Linked DNA regions of Mus musculus: regions 2 and 3 are each linked to region 1. A link is a contact called in public HiChIP or PLAC-seq and promoter capture Hi-C data. All regions are on one chromosome and are shown on one strand. Each heading gives the region's core, a stretch centred on a gene start, on an enhancer-like site or on the middle of the called end of the contact. The rest is flanking DNA. Distances are from core to core; before and after follow the strand shown.

What was found. Promoter capture Hi-C pulls out the DNA fragments that hold promoters and counts their contacts. HiChIP or PLAC-seq counts read pairs in DNA pulled down with a chosen protein or histone mark.
Region 2: a promoter capture Hi-C map of liver shows a contact between it and region 1, with 3 times the contacts expected there. The contact joins the promoter of Barhl1 here to the enhancer-like site in region 1. A contact is called at or near these places in 2 of 39 promoter capture datasets (hippocampal neurons and liver), 1 of 484 Hi-C or Micro-C datasets (embryonic stem cells), 4 of 115 datasets of contacts at active chromatin or transcription factors (embryonic forebrain, embryonic stem cells and epiblast stem cells) and 1 of 9 other capture datasets (embryonic stem cells).
Region 3: a contact with region 1 is called in a FOXA1 HiChIP or PLAC-seq map of pancreatic cancer cells. The contact joins two enhancer-like sites. A contact is called at or near these places in 5 of 115 datasets of contacts at active chromatin or transcription factors (astrocytes, embryonic forebrain, embryonic midbrain and 2 more).

What each region holds. Positions count from the first base shown.
Region 1 is chr2:29,631,726-29,634,595 of GRCm38.p6, reverse strand. All of the region lies in intron 1 of Rapgef1 (Rap guanine nucleotide exchange factor (GEF) 1), which reads right to left. Among named protein-coding and RNA genes, the nearest start is that of Rapgef1, 13 kb to the right of the region's middle. Within about 2 kb of position 1,400, at least 203 of the 459 cell types and tissues checked have an H3K27ac peak or open chromatin away from gene starts, as enhancers often do. A contact at or near this core is called in liver and pancreatic cancer cells, where this site is marked.
Region 2 is chr2:28,915,061-28,917,760 of GRCm38.p6, reverse strand. It overlaps Barhl1 (BarH like homeobox 1), which reads left to right and starts at 1,340. Exons shown (of 3, transcript NM_019446.4): 1 at 1,340-2,547. The coding sequence starts at 2,082.
Region 3 is chr2:28,741,448-28,744,162 of GRCm38.p6, reverse strand. It overlaps Ak8 (adenylate kinase 8), which reads right to left. Exons shown (of 13, transcript NM_001033874.2): 10 at 1,414-1,503. Among named protein-coding and RNA genes, the nearest start is that of Mir3088, 9.5 kb to the right of the region's middle. Within about 2 kb of position 1,257, at least 1 of the 459 cell types and tissues checked has an H3K27ac peak or open chromatin away from gene starts, as enhancers often do. A contact at or near this core is called in pancreatic cancer cells, where this site is marked.

The DNA of each region.
Region 1 (2,870 bases), core at 151-2,650:
GTCGCACACTTGTGCCCTCCCAATACCGTTGTTGCCAGGAGGGACAGCAGTATTGCTATTAGGTATCAAACTGAAGCCCTGATGATCCAAGCAGCCTGATTTCAATCTTCAGGACCCACAGGATGGAAGGAGAGAACTGACCCCTTCACGTTGTTCTCTGACCTCCACATGCATAGGTGTATGCACACTTGCGCACGCACGCACACACACACACACACACACGCACACTCAAAGTACTACTATATGTTTTTAAGAGCATTACAAACATTTTTAAAAAGAGACTTAATTTGACACAAATCCTATTCTTGTCTCCATCTACTCCAAGAATAGGAAGTTAAGATTGCCTAATCCTCCTAGGAGGATGAACTCTAGTTGTCTGCACACATTCAATGTTTTCAAATCCAACTCTTCCAGATTGCGATGCTTACCAGCTTGGAGTAAAAGGAATGTGGAAATAACAAATGTTTGTGGGAAGAACAGAGTGGAGATTTCAGACTCTCATGAGAACCCTCTAGAACTAAGCCTATATTTCTGAGCTGGTTCTCTCAGAGGAACCTGGTCCCTCTGCAATACAAGCTGTGTGTCTATGTTTGTGACAGTATTTCCTATCTGCCCCAGGATGCTGAGAGGGTGGGGTTCTGGAACAGAACCCTGAGGAAATCGGGAGCAGGCCAAGAGGAGCAGAAAACACTTCACCTGTGAAGGTCTGCATGAACAAGGGCCTTCACTGATTTTCTTACTGTGAAGCCATAGCAGGGCAACATTTATAAGCAAAGATCAGAACCCAATTCTTGGACCGCTGTGTCTCAATAAGGCACGGTGGCACCCACTTGTGATTCCAGCACCAGCCTGGGCTCCAGTAGCAAGGAGCTCAGATCTGAGTAGGTATCCAAGCCCCTCCTGACATAGTTCCTACAAAACAGGCACTTGGGAACTCAGCAGAAGATGTCATCACGCTCCAGTGTGTCCCTGGATATATACTTTCTTGAAGCTTAACTTTGGATTCCAAGTGTGCTGTTTTACAATCCACTCTGCTAAAGTATCTGTTTCCTGAGAAGTGTTATGAAACAATCTTACATTTGCCTGCTTATCACCAGGGACCAGGACTGCGGGAACCTGTAATGATACCCATTGGCCAGAGACTAAGTTAGTAATCTTAATTTTGAGCTCTGCAGAGGTACTGTCCATCTAACAGGCCCAGAAGGGCTGGAATTTCTGAGGAAGCCTTGGCCTTGCTTCCGTCTAGATTCCCCTCCCTCTGCCCCTCCCATGAGCCAGTCATATTTTCTTAGGAATGTGGCCAAGAGCTTGGAACCCAGCCAGAGGTTCACAGTGCCTGCCGCCTGCACCGTCAACCAGAACAGTTGCCCAGTGTGCACCCTGAGAAGTCTGGGCTTCAGTAACTGCTGACAGCACCCAGCACTCTGTGCCAGACTACGGCAAGCCTCAGGTGAAGCCCAGCTACACACTCGAACCCTGAAACTTCCATTAACCAGGAGCATAGCTTGACTCAGAGCCTGACCCTGAGGAGGGGGCTGGGAGGGGGCCTACCAGAGTTGGAAAGCCCAGATACATGGTAGCAAGAACCTTATCCAGTGGTCTAGTATCTGCCCTGGCTTCAAGGGTTCCTGAACACACAGGTTCCTCAAGGGCTAGACCCAACAGAGGAGCCACTGTACCCAGACGGCCCTTTACCTAGTCCCTCTCAGCCCATCAAGCAGTACACATGGTCACTAATGAAGCCACTACACACTTCTGTTTTAAAACTGTTTTGACATAATTTATTGTGTAAAGCTACATCTAAGAATAAATATGTTTAGGTAAATAAATGCTAACACTTTTGTATCCATAGCAAAGTTTGAAACCTATGAGTGTGAGGATAGGGCTCTGGGCAGAATGCCATTAAAACAAGTGTGGTAAAATGTGTTTAAAGTGACTACCTGAGCCATGCGATGCTTAGATCCACCACAAACCCCATGCTGCATCATCACCAGCTACACAAGATCTTCACCATGCAAAGTGGACTGTCTGGTAACCACCAACTCCACCTCTCCCCTCAGCTAGCCCCTACCACTCGGCTTCATCATTCTCATTTTTACCAAGTTAAGATCCCATGAAAGTGAAGTCACATGGTGCTTGCTTCGCTGACTTCTTACTGCACTTGGCACAATGCCCTCAGGTTTTATCTACAGAGTAGCACTTCAGACAACACTTCTCTTTTTTAAAGGCTGACTAATACTCCACAATGGAGAGAAACAGCTTGTTTATCTATTCACCCCTGTACAGCATCTGAGGTGCCTCTACCTCTAGGTGATAATGAGTAGTGCTGCTATAGAGGGGAGGGAGGAGGAGAGATGGAGAGAAGGGAGGGGGTGAGGAAGGGAGTGGGTAGGGACTGGGAGGGTTCTCTTCAAGACCCTGCTTCCTGTATTGTGTGGTGAGTCTTGTGGTCTTAGACTTCACGTCCTGCCAATTTAAGGTTTTACTTTTTGCAAGATGTTCTCCAGCCGGGCGTGGGGGCTCACGCCTTTAATCCCAGCACTCAGGCAGAGGCAGGCGGATTTCTGAGTTCCAGGCCAGCCTGGTCTACAGAGTGAGTTCCAGGACAGCCAGAGTTATACAGAGAAACCCTGTCTCGAAAAAAAACAAAACAAAACAAAAAAACAAAAAAAAAACAAAAAAACCAACCAAACAAACAAACAAACAAACAAACAAAAAACAGAAAAAGAAAAAGAAAGAGAGAAAGAGAGAACGAAAGAACGAAAGAAAGAACGAAAGAAAGAAGTGAGCCATCCCTGGTTGGGGCGTGTTCTCACTGCGCTTTTGAATAGGTTTCCCTGGTGATTAACAGTTCTGTGCATATTCATGAG
Region 2 (2,700 bases), core at 91-2,590, 720 kb after region 1:
AGGAAAGTCTGGACTCCCCGCGAGCCGCGGGGCCCCTGCTGCCCAGATGCGCAACTCCGCTCTCTCGCAGACCAGGGCACCGTCCACCCTGGAGCTGAGCCCAGAGAATCCAGGCCCCTGACCCGTTGCAGCTACTTGGAGACCGGGGCCCCTGCACTAGCAGTGGCTGATCCCACAAAGGAGCGGAACTAGAGCGCGGTCCGGAGGGCGAAGAGGGAAAGTCCCAATCTTCATTTTTAGCACTGCCTTGAAAGAAGAGTCCAGGCTATCCACGGTCGGCCTTAGACATCCTCGTGCTAGCTCAGAACTTGCATTGTCCTGTCTAAAGGTACATCACACACACACACACACACACACACACACACACACACACACACACTTATCCAAAAAACACTAGCTTCTCAGGACATACGCCCTAGAGAGGCCACTGACTGGGGATGAAGAGGTCACTGCCTTGTTTCTTGTGCCGCCTCGCTCAGGCCACAGTCAAATCCGTGGGTCCCCTTAACGCTCCAGACTTGATCTTTCCCACGGTTCAGCTCTCGCCTCCGAATTAGGCCTCACTCTGGTCTCTTTTCCAAAAGACATCAGTCCTAACCTTCTGCAGGCCCAGTAGGCCCAGAGGCAAGGAGAGAATTGTGGTGTTCTACATGGCGTGTGTGTGTGTGTGTGTGTGTGTGTGTGTGTGTGTGAGAGAGAGAGAGAGAGAGAGAGAGAGAGAGAGAGAGAGAGAGTGAAGAGACCTAGAACCCAAGCAAAACACCCTGAAAATAAAATTTTAAATGCTTCTTGTACTAGGAAAAGGATTCCCTACACATCCACGTCTTTTCTCCACTGGGTTATGCTGCCATTTTGTGGGATGAGGAAGGGAAATTAGGAGGAAGAAAGGGGATGTAGATAGGATCCCGGTTCGGTCAAGTAGTTGGAATAATTGTGGACAAGCTCAGGAGAAGGCTTTCAAGGCCCAACATCCAAACTCCAGGCCACGCAGCCCAGCTGGCCCTCCTCCCACCGGTCGGTCCCTGCCCCCCTTGGCTAATCATCTTCATTAGAGGCGTCATCGCTGACCTAATGAAAGCAAACTGTGTGGAAATCGCCGGTAAATAGTTAGGTCTGTGCTGTAATTAATTCAGTGTCTCTTTTAATCAAACTGGAAAAGAATCGGGCCGCGGGTTGTAGAGACGTGACATCACCCCCAAAATCGGCCCGAACCAATCAGCGTCATCACTCCGGGGACACGTGGGTGAGTCCCCTTTAAAAAAAAAACACAACACAACGAAAAAAAAAAAGGAGAGAGAGAGAGAGAGAGAGAGAGAGAGAGAGAGAGAGAGAGAGAGAGAGAAACAACAACAACAACAAAAAAGCCAGTCCTAAAGTAAAAGTGACCCAAGTTCGATTTTTTTTTTTTTAAAGGAAGTGGGGGTGGCGGCGAAGGCGCGCGCGGAGGACAGGTGAGAGCTGCGGTGGGAGCCGCAGGGCGCTGTCCACGGTGCTGGCGGGGCCGAGCAGGAGCTCCGGGGCCAGGTGGGGCTGCTCGATCCCGGGGCCGCTGTCGCTGTCCGCGGTGCTGAGGCCTCCAGGTGCGCTCTGTTCTGCCTGCCCGTAACGCGGCCCCGGCCGGTTGCTATCGGCCGTGCTGACCCCTGCCCTGGGCTACCGTTTGCCTGGAGGAAGCGTGCGGTTTGGATTTTGTTTTTTCAAAAGACGATCTTTATTCAGATTCCATCAACCTCGTGTTTCTTCTGTGCCTAAGGGATCCTCGGGCCGTTCTTCTACCCTTTGGCTCTCCCCAACTTGGCGCGCCCTCCTCCCATTCCTCCTGACACTCCCACCACCACCCCCCCTCGGCTCGGCGGCTCGGCGCGGTGCTGCAGAAGACGCGTTGAGCCCTTTTGGATGTAATGCGCAGAGGAGGTTGGCCCAGAGCTCCCGGGCTCCCCCAAGGCTGAACTCCGTCCAAGGTGCCCACAGGCTCCCTGCCCGCCTTCCCCATGCCAGCCCGCAGCTAGGGGCAGGGGCAGCGGCGGCTGGGGTTGGGGGTGGGTGGGGAGCTTTTGGGGAGGACAGGTTGCAGCTTGGCTATGGAAGGCTCTAATGGCTTTGGGATTGACTCCATTCTCTCCCACCGAGCGGGCAGCCCCGCCCTTCCCAAGGGGGACCCCTTGCTTGGGGACTGCCGTTCACCCCTGGAGCTGAGTCCACGCTCAGAGAGCAGTAGCGACTGCTCTTCACCAGCCTCGCCCGGAAGAGACTGTCTGGAGACCAGTACCTCGCGGCCTGGTGCAGCATCTGGCCCAGGTTTGGACTCTCACCTGCAACCGGGGCAGCTTTCAGCCCCAGCCCAGTCGCGAACTGTCACCTCCTCCTTTCTGATCAGGGACATCCTTGCTGACTGCAAACCTCTCGCGGCCTGTGCACCCTACTCTAGCAGTGGGCAGCCTGCAGCCCCTGAGCCTGGGGGCCGCCTTGCGGCCAAGGCCGGGGAGGACTTTCGAGACAAGCTGGACAAAAGTGTCAGCAGCGCTTCATCAGACTCTGAGTACAAAGGTAAGAAACTAAGGGGAAAAGCGGGGTGGGTGGGTTCTAAAAAGTGACATGTAAAACTTGAGAGCACACACTTGGAGACAGGAACATAGTCATCTCCAGGATCTCTCAGGCCGGGGCCGAGAGTTGGTTTTCCTCTAGACCTCTCTACCAGCT
Region 3 (2,715 bases), core at 8-2,507, 890 kb after region 1:
AGTTCAGTATTTCTGACCTCCATAATAAAATAAACTTGTGTTATCTTGAACTACAAGGTCCATTACATCACCAACCACAGACAAACATGGTGGTGACAACCAGAGGCAGCTAAGAGATGGAGGGAGCAGGCACATGCTGAGGTAGCCATCCACACCAGCACAGTATTCAATACCCCAGGGTCAATGGGTGTGACTTCAATCCATCAATGGATAATCTAGCATGCTGTCAAGCTAGTATACATGAGAAAACACTTCGTAGAATAACACAAGGGATGTGAACTCAGAGACTCATCAAATGCTTGCCTTTTTTTGTAATTTCATATTTTGGGGGACACATGTAGACACGCTGCACAAAGGGTCAAGGTTTGCTGTTCACCCACAGCTGCTGTTACCTCTGTGACCTTGGCTTGCTCATTCTCTTCGGGTCTGATCTCCTAGGTGCTTGCTGGTGGGGGTGGGGAGCTGGTTTTTCACGCAGTCATGAACAGCATGGTACAGGGCAAAAGCCACAGCTATCCACCTACTTGACTCTGGCATCCTGTTCATTCATTCAGTCCAAATATCTGCAGCGTGAGACTTGGCACTCATGGGGCAGAAGTGGAACTCACAGACACACATCAGGTACCACTGTGTTTGCTCCAACTGCTGCTGCTATTATTATTATTTTTAAGATTTATTATTATATGTAAGTACACTGTAGCTGTCTTCAGACACACCAGAAGAGGGCATCAGATCTCATTACAGATGGTTGTGAGCCACCATGTGGTTGCTGGGATTTGAACTCAGGACCTTGGGAAGAGCAGTCAGTGCTCTTACCCGCTGAACCATCTCACTAGCCATCATCATCATTATTATTATCATCATTATTATTTTGAGGCAGGGTCCCACACAGCTCAGGCTAATCTTAAATTCATAATGTAGCTGAGAGTGATCATCACCTCCCAAGTGCTGAGACTGCGGGTGTGCATCACCACGCCCAGTGCACTGCCCCGGGAAGCTGGCCTGAGAACTCTTCTGAGATGCTCTTCTGGAGAGTCAGATTCACGAATGCTTTCCTAGTATTGACAACACGGGGGAACTGGAAAGACTATTTGATACCATTTCCCTATCAAGCTTTCCTCTGGAATTCATCCTGGAATTTGTAAAATTAGGGACCTTCTGGCTTCCAGCAGCTGCTCTGGGTACCCCACTCTGTAAGCCCTGTAAACCGTCTAACCAGGAAGAAATGAAATGGTCTAAACAGTCAGTGACTCACCTGGCACGGGACCAGGAGTGGATGCCACTCGGTGTTCCCTAAAAAACAAGCCACAGCCATGGCGCATCTGTATCCCCTCCCTATGCCCACGGGTGGCCAGAGCACCTGCCCTGGAGCCACTGGGCTGAGGCGGTTAGTGGACAGAGTGGTCTACCTACCTGTCATCCTCTTTTCAAAGAATGGCTGGATGAGCTCCCCGAAGCTTGACTTGGCTGCCACAGCCTCCTTCAGCAGCTGCCCGCAGCTGACTGAGGGGAAAAGAGGGGAGACGCTGTTAAATTTTAAATACAAGGAAGGATGAGAGAAAAGGCACTCTGGCTCACACTGCCTGCTGGGGTGGGAAAGGTCGCTGGAAAAAATATATAAAAGGGTGTGGGGTGTCCAAGGGAAAGTAAATATCAAAAAAAGGAACCTGGAAATGAGGAGAGAGGGAGAAGGAGAATGAAAAGGAATGCATTTGCCAGAGAGCATTAAGAATGGACCACTCGGGAAGACACTAACGAGCCTGTCGCTGACAGGGAGGCCCCTGCAGGGCCCTGGCTGTACCTGGAACTGCTACACAGACTCGGTGCTCTCTGGGTTGCAGTGGAGGAGTGGCATGCAGTTGGGGACACATTCACAGTGTGTTGATGCAGGGAGGCTGGGAAGCATGGTGGTAACCCAGCCCTTCTGTTCATCAAGGGCCCTGGAGCTGGGCGGGGGTGTTCCTGAAAGGACCGAGGAATATCCTCTGCACATTAACTCATAACTAAGACTCTGCCTGAGCTGCCTGCTGGCTGCCACGTTCCTCACTGCCCTGGCTGCCTGCGCACTGCAGCAGGACCTTTTCTCTCTGGTCCTCCTCTGTCTCGTGCTCCAATCCATGGCCAGCACGGGGGAGAGTTTGGTCAGTGACTTCTGAATGCAAAAACAAACACCCCAAACTCCAGAAGACTTCATCCCTAGCCAAAGCCATAATTGTTTTAAGACAGGGTTTCTTTGTGTAGCCCTGGGTGTCCAGGAATTGCCTTTGTAAACCAGGCTGGCTTTGAATTCACAGAAATCTGCCTGCCTCTGCCTCCCAAATCCTGGGATTAAAGGCATTCGCCACCACTGCCTGGCCAGAGGTTGTTTTTTAATGATTCATAAACCTGTGTATCTGTGCACATATGGGCAGAAGATGCCTAATTGAGATGTCCTAGGACTGGAGTTACAGGCAGTTGCGAGCCAGCTGACATGGGCACTGGGAACCAAATTCAGGTCCTGTAAATTCTCTTAAGCACTGAGCCAACTCCTCAGCTCCAGTGTGTGTGTGTGTGTGTGTGTACAAAGGTCAGAAGAGAGCATCAAGCAGTCTCCTTTATCACGCTCTGCCTGTTCCTTTAAGCCAGGGTCTCATCTTAGCATGTGTGAAAGTCAAAGAAAAGCTCTCAGGAGTCCGTTTTTCCTTGCCATCTTGTTGGATCTGGAGCTAAAATTCA